2 separate regions of the Mus musculus genome follow, and region 2 is linked to region 1. A link is a contact called in public promoter capture Hi-C data. All regions are on one chromosome and are shown on one strand. The core of a region is the stretch at or near the end of the contact, and the rest is flanking DNA. Distances in the headings are between cores, read along the strand shown. Region 1 holds the start of Nhlh2 (nescient helix loop helix 2). Region 2 holds the start of Ngf (nerve growth factor).

What was found. Promoter capture Hi-C pulls out the DNA fragments that hold promoters and counts their contacts.
Region 2: a promoter capture Hi-C map of embryonic stem cells shows a contact between it and region 1, with 3 times the contacts expected there. The contact joins the promoter of Ngf here to the promoter of Nhlh2 in region 1. A contact is called at or near these places in 4 of 39 promoter capture datasets (embryonic stem cells, hippocampal neurons and stem cell-derived epiblast-like cells) and 2 of 115 datasets of contacts at active chromatin or transcription factors (embryonic stem cells and stem cell-derived neural progenitor cells).

Annotation. Positions count from the first base shown.
Region 1 is chr3:102,008,569-102,011,981 of GRCm38.p6, forward strand. It overlaps Nhlh2 (nescient helix loop helix 2), which reads left to right and starts at 1,577. Exons shown (of 3, transcript NM_178777.3): 1 at 1,577-1,757; 2 at 2,167-2,491.
Region 2 is chr3:102,468,114-102,471,526 of GRCm38.p6, forward strand. It overlaps Ngf (nerve growth factor), which reads left to right and starts at 1,806. Exons shown (of 3, transcript NM_001112698.2): 1 at 1,806-1,847.

The DNA.
Region 1 (3,413 bases), core at 327-2,826:
TCCCACCAGCCCTGCAGGGAAGGGGCTTCTCTGCTTGCCCATCTCTATGCTTGGGGATACCTGGGTTGAGCAGAGGTGAGGCTGAGCAGCACTGGTACCATATTCCCTTCTTTCCCTCTACCCTGCCTATTCTGGCCCATTACCCTCCTGGAGCTGATGTGAACAAAGGCAAACAATATACATCACAGCCATGAGGAACCCAGAGGGCCACTCTCTAGGTGGGTAGCTCTACAGCCCTCCCCTGAGGACAATACCTCTTTATAGGACAAAGGTGATTATGAAGAGAAAGTGAAGGTTCTCCTCTCCACAAAAACTCACCTAGGAACAGGGAGACAGGAGGTTGGCTATTATTCTCTCATTTCCTCTAAGCTTAATCAATCTAAAAAAAAATAGTATTTGGGTGTGATGGTACATGCCTTTAATCCCAACACATGAGAAGCAGAAACAAGCATATCTCTATGAGTTTGAGGTCAGCCTGGTCTCCATGGTGAGGGTCAGGCCAGCCAGGGCTGCATAGTGAGACCTTGTCAAAAATACCAAAAAGAAAGAAAGACAGGAAGGAAGAAAGGAAGGAAGATAGACAGAAAGAAGACAGAATTAGTGGTATCACTGGCAATGTGTAAATAATAGCAAATAATATATAATTGATAGTGACTAACAGTAAATTTCCCTTAATTTTGTAAAACACATAAATTTGGGACTGGAGGTCATCTTAGGCAAAGGCATTGCATGCTAGAATACTTAATATTTACATTTTAGCACAATTACATTGCCACCCAGCTAAATATATTCACTCACGTGTTAGGATGGGCAAGAATAAAGTACTGTCTTTGCACATACTGTGTGTCATATTTTACAGCGAATAATGAACATGAGTAAATGGGTAAAGAAAAAGAAAACCAAACATAACTCAAAAAGTAGAATTATCTAGTGGTCTCTAACTACTTGGATTCTGCTCCTAATTCCACCAATGATTTAAACTAATGTGTCAAACGTCCTTTAAAATATCATCTATTAATAAGCTGGTCTCATAGTAGAACCTTTCTCCAAAACATCCATATGCTTAAATAATCATGATTAAAGCATCCTCTAAAAGACACTTCACTTTACATAAATGTTAGCATTGCCTGTCTGGATCGTTCACCTTAATTACAGTGTCATAGACAGAATATGCTTTCATGTGCCCAGCACAACTATTTTTCTAACTATTGATTTAAAAAAATGCTGGCTCACAAAATGCCAGAGGAATTTTCCATGTTCATATAGTGTCTACTTGCACTTAAATATTGCATCAATAATCTGAAAACAAGGAACCGCCTGTGTGGCCAGACGCTGTAGATGCTATGGCTTCTATCATGGGCTGCTTTCAACTGCTATATTTTATGGCACAGATTCAGTGGGAATCTGATCTGCTAAAATATTTGGGCTGTGAAAACTCCCACACTGTGACAGATGTCAAGTCCAATTAAGTGACTCGTGTCCAGGTTTCTGTCCAATAGGATTTCCCATTAAATATCAATTTAGGGGGAAAAAATTCCATCCCCCTTCTTAAGCCTTTATCTCTTCCACCATCTCCAGGCTAAATCAATTGGTACCAGAAGAGCCAAGAAGCCACACAGGCAGCTGCCTCTCCTCTCTGGCTCTCCCAAGCTCCCCTTTCTCTGCTTCCCTGTCACTGTTACTCCAGAAGACGTCCACTTCTCTCCAATCTCTCTCCAGCATCTCCAAGCTACTGACTATATACATTTCACCACAAGGTAAAGAGGGGAGGGAGTGGGGTAGGGTAGGGGGTGTAACCAAACCTTGAAAGACTTTGAAACTGCAAAATTGGCGTCTGCTTATACAACACAGAAGTAGATGAGGGACAAGACAGAGGCAACCTTAAGCCCTAGTTACTGTATTGTTGTTCCTGGGAACTGGGGAGACACCGGCTGAACAAAGCATTATCTTGAAGAAGAAGAGAAAAATCACTTCTGAGCCCCTTCCATCCCTGACCGCACTTCCCAGTTTCGCCCCAGCCCGATTAAGGGAAGGGAAGGAGTCCTCAAGGAATGGAATTTTATCTTAACCATCTTTCTTATTGATTATTCTGCTATTAGAAAGTGGAGGAATCGTCCCTTTGATGTGATTGTTTTTATCTCAGCATCTCTTTTGTTATTTATACAGCCCTTTGAGTGGGGAGGCGTGAGGTTTCAACACTTCGACTTATAAAGATCAACAACGAATTTTCCTGAAATGTTTAAGAACAGTTAAAAACAAACCAACAAACAAACAAACGGGCGTTTTCAATCCATCAACTAAGTGAACAACCATACACCCGCTAAGACACCGCCGCTCGTTGTGGTGGTCGGCGAGATGACAGCTGCTTTTTCATCTGCGAATGTAATAAATATTGGCTGCTTTTAATATTTGCCAGGATCTCTCCTCCTTGTTTCCTGGAATTTTAACTCTAAAAGATTGACGAAAAGATTATCGACAGGGCTCTTGCAAGGTAAGACATCTTCACGTCTCTTTTTCTTTAGATTAAGTTGAGTCATATTGTATTTTATAGATGTATTCCTCACACATGGTCATAGACTTAAATGCCCACGAGAAATACCATTTATGACTATTTAAATATCTGGAGGATTTAAACGCGTGGGGGGACAGCCCGGGAACTTTTTGTCCGATCTGTAACTATGTCGTGGTTTGCTATGATTTTTCTCCCTGTGTATTTCTACCTCTTCACGCCAACTGCGTAGGTGTGAGTTGTTTCACTTATAAACGTAGAGAAAAGCCTGGGGGGCGGGGGGAGCAGCATGCAGTTCGTTTGGTTCATTTATTGTTATTCTGAGGATCCGTTTTCCTTGCACGGAAAGCTGTTTCTGAGCTCAGGTCTCTCCTGGGCAAATTCGAGGCCAGGAGCCGAACCTACATCCCCTCCCTGGCTTTTGTTTCTCTGAAGCGAGGCTCTTACTCAGGAGCCTTGCCTGTGAGGGGCAAGGCGGGGTACAGAGGTCATAGCCCGGTCGTCCCTCCTGGTGGCGGAGGCCCAAAAGCTCAGCTCAGGCAGGTTTCTATCCCCATCTGCCCACCCAGATCACCCGCAAGCCCAGTGGTTCTCGAAGACGCGAAGGCCCTCGAGCTGCCGGCCCGAGGTGGCTTTTCCAGGAGGGCATCGTCTGGGGAAAGCCCGGCGCAGACACGGGGCCGCGGCCAGGCCTCCCTGGGCCGCCGGTGGGCTGCGGGGCTCCGGTCCCCTAAGCTCACGAACTTCACCCGCACAGATACAGCTTGCGCCCGGGGCGTCCCGCACTGGTGCCTCGGAGTCCATCCCTCTCTGGCCCTCCCCAGCCCCTTCGCCCGCAGCGACCTGGCCGCCTGCGTTTTCCCGGGAGGTAGTCGGCAGACTGCCGGGCATTGTGTGATCCACG
Region 2 (3,413 bases), core at 556-3,055, 460 kb after region 1:
TTCTGTCCTTCAAGGTGACACCACAAGGACACAAACAAAAGCTCAGCTTGTGTCATTTGTAGTTCCACCCCTGAATGCACAGGTAGTTATTATTTGAGCTTGTGCTTTAAAAAAAATACAGTGTTATATGTGAAATGATTAATGGAGAAATGTATCCTATTATCTGGTAATTGTTAGTTTTTCATTAACAGTGATAAGTTTCCTCACAGAGCATCATGGCCATGATGTCAGCTCTGTTTTCTGCTATTCTGGTGTTGCCTGGTCTCTCACCTTTACTCCTAATGTGTGTTCATCCACCAGCCTGGACCTCACAGAGCATTAACAAGGAAAAAAAAAGTTCACTCTCTTCTTCCTTCATCCTCCCCAGAGTACCTGAAATGGCATGATGGTAGGTGTGGGGACAAAGTCAAAGTCAAAGGGAAGTTGAAATTCAGAGGACTGGAAATACATCAATAGGTCCTCTCCTTCCCACGTGACCTTCAATGGGGAAAAAGGACCACCTGGGCCTCACTCCATCCCAACTTCATGGAGCATGATTCTTGCCTAGACTAAGGTGTCACCTTCGTACCTTACCTTCCCTCTGTCACTCACTTTCCTGCATCCATTCCTTCCTGTGGCATTCATGAAGGTGGGGGTGGGGCATAGAACATGTCTTTCCGAAGGAAGTAAGTCATTTCACACAAGTGTGTGTGTGTGTGTGTTCATTTCCAAAATCCATAGAATTTTATTACAATTGTTAGTGCACATTTGGTGAAAAAGCTGACTTAGGGCATATTTCTCCCTTGAAGCTGAGGTGTAAACACCATAGAGGAAGGGGAGGTCAAACGGGGAAGACCCCATCAGCTCCTGAATCTATCAGATCCAAGACATTCTGGAGGGCCAACTGAGGACCCCCCACCATAAGTAAGTAGACAAAAGAGGTGAGAGAGAATTGAGGTGAGCCCTGGGGTGGTGCAGAAGGCCTGGCTTTCTCCTGGGTCTGTGTTTACTGACTCCTAAAAACCGACAGAAGCCCTAGGACCCCAGATCTAGAAACACGCAGGGAGCACATACAGACACAGTTCCATCTACAGTTTCCAAGGGACCAGCTCTCCTGGGAGGCCCCTGCAATGCCAGTGCTAAGGCTGGCAGTGGGAGTGGGAGTTGGGGTAATCTGAACACCTAAGGTCCTCTTCCTTTGACCTCAGGCAGATATACCTCTGTCTTGACATTCTAGTTAATTCTGCTTCTGCCTGGTTTCAGAGCAACCCCTGGCACTGGCCAATCCAGGAGTTTCCGGTGTTGTGGGTGTTCTCAGTGTTCCTTCAGCTCTCAGATTTGCAGAGATAGCAACACCTGATATCCTGGCCACCAAAGAAGACTAAGTCACCCCAGGAGGCTAGCAAGGCAGTGAGCCAGGGGAAGAGGTAAAGGGACTCCAACTCAGCCAATCAACTCAGCCCTGCTCAGCCTGTCTGCCCATTGGTGTTTGGAGCCAGCTACCTTGCCTGGTGCCCTAGAAAATCTCTCTCTGCATCTGTGACCTCCCCCCACCATGCATTTTCATCTAAACCAGGGGTTTTGAATTCTTCCCTGACTGGCTTTTCCTGGCTATGTCCCATCAACTCGGGAGCTATCCATCCCTTGTCCCCAGGACCCTTACAACCCGGACCCCTGGGTCTAGTCACAGCAGGTGCGGGCTGGGATTGGAGTTGGCCAGAGAGGGAGGGGTCGGGTGAGTGGGGGGCAGGATTTGGAGAGGGTGTGACGAGCCTGGAGGAGGGGCTAAATACAGTCAGGAAGCCTGTTAAAGAAGCTCTGTGCTCCAGCACGGCAGAGAGCGCCTGGAGCCGGAGGGGAGCGCATCGGTGAGTCAGGCTTCTCTGAGCCGAGCCCCGATACGGGTGCAACGCGGTGCGGCGGACTGGGGTTGCCGGGCTCCCTGGGACGGTGTGCTTGGATCCCTGTCTAGCTAGATCTTTGTGGGCTGAAGCGCACCCTTGAAAGAACTGTCCCGAGTAGATGTAGGAACACGAGATCGTGGGCACGCAAGGGAAGCGAAGGGAGTGAGGGTCTCCCTGGTCGTGAAATTCCCTGTTCCTGGATGACCAGAAGTACCAAAGTCAACACTGGCGCCTGCAGAAGCTGCATTGCCCAGCCTGAGCTCTCAGGCTAGAAGGGGACAGCGCTCAAGAGAGCCTGGAGTGAGGGATGCGCGCGCTGCGAGCGCGCTGGGGTGGCGGAACAGTAGCCCGCGCGCGGTAGAGGGCGAGTGCACAGCACGCCGACTGGGCAGTGCTCACAGACCCAAGAGCGCCTCTCTGCTCCTAGGTAAGAGGACTGTCAGCCAGGGTGATCTAGACTCGGTGTTTGTAGCAGGGTTCAGAGTGTAATATTGTGGGTACCAAGGGTTGATTCTGGAAGCTTGGGTTCCAAGTGCCGAGCACCAGGGTCCTCGGTGGGGCCTGCTGGGCATCCCAAGGCATAGCCTTACTGCTTGGGTCACCCAGTACATTCAGCTGTCTGCTGCCAGGTGTGGCAGAGGCTGGCACCCGGGATTGGGAAGGGCAGCGGTCGCTCTTGGGTTCAGGCAGAGAAGCTGCAGGGGAGGGAGAGAGGATTCTGGGGTCAGGGTGTTGAAACTTGAATCCAATGTAAACATAAGGCGTCTTTAGCACCGTTTGATTACAATGCTCTTGCTTTCCTAAAACTTTCTGAGATTCATAAGGAAGGTGATTTTTGGCTTGACCTTTCTCATCAGGTTTACTTCAGAGAGTCAAGAAGAGCCTGCTTGTTAGGCTGGTTTTTCCAAGTTGTTCCAGACTGGAAATTGTGCAGTTTGAAGGATAATTTATGGGTCTTTCGTGCGTTAAAGTGTATTACTACGAAGTCTTTTGGGTGCTGTGGGTATTAAGGAAAACTCAGTGCACGTTCCCAGCTGCAGACCAAAAATACTGCTCTCCTGGGTGCCTCTGCCCCCATCTATCATGGGAGGCCAATGGAAACCCTGGAGAAAAGCCATTTGATGTATTGCCCCCATCCTCCCAGAGTCCTCTCTGGCAGTACCAGTCTACTCTCCCCATAGGCATGGCCAGCTGAACTTTGCAAACTCAGAACTAGCCACAGAGGTCCCATCCATAACGTCTCCTCAGGGTCTCGAACTCCTGAAACTCAGTTATAACTGATGAAAAGGGCTGCCTGCCCCTCTCCCAGCAGTTCAGAGGGCAGTGCAGTCGCCCTTACCACCCTGCTTGGCCAGTGTAACAGTTCTCTACCAAATGAAACTTCCCCTCTCTCCAGAGTCACGGGCCACATTCGGTTTTCGTCTGCTGAGTAAGCCATGTGTCAGCCTGGCAACCTGAATTACTAACTCATCATAGATGGTATTCCCAGAGGTTCACAGGGGACACGCAGCTGGAGGAGAATGTGGTCTG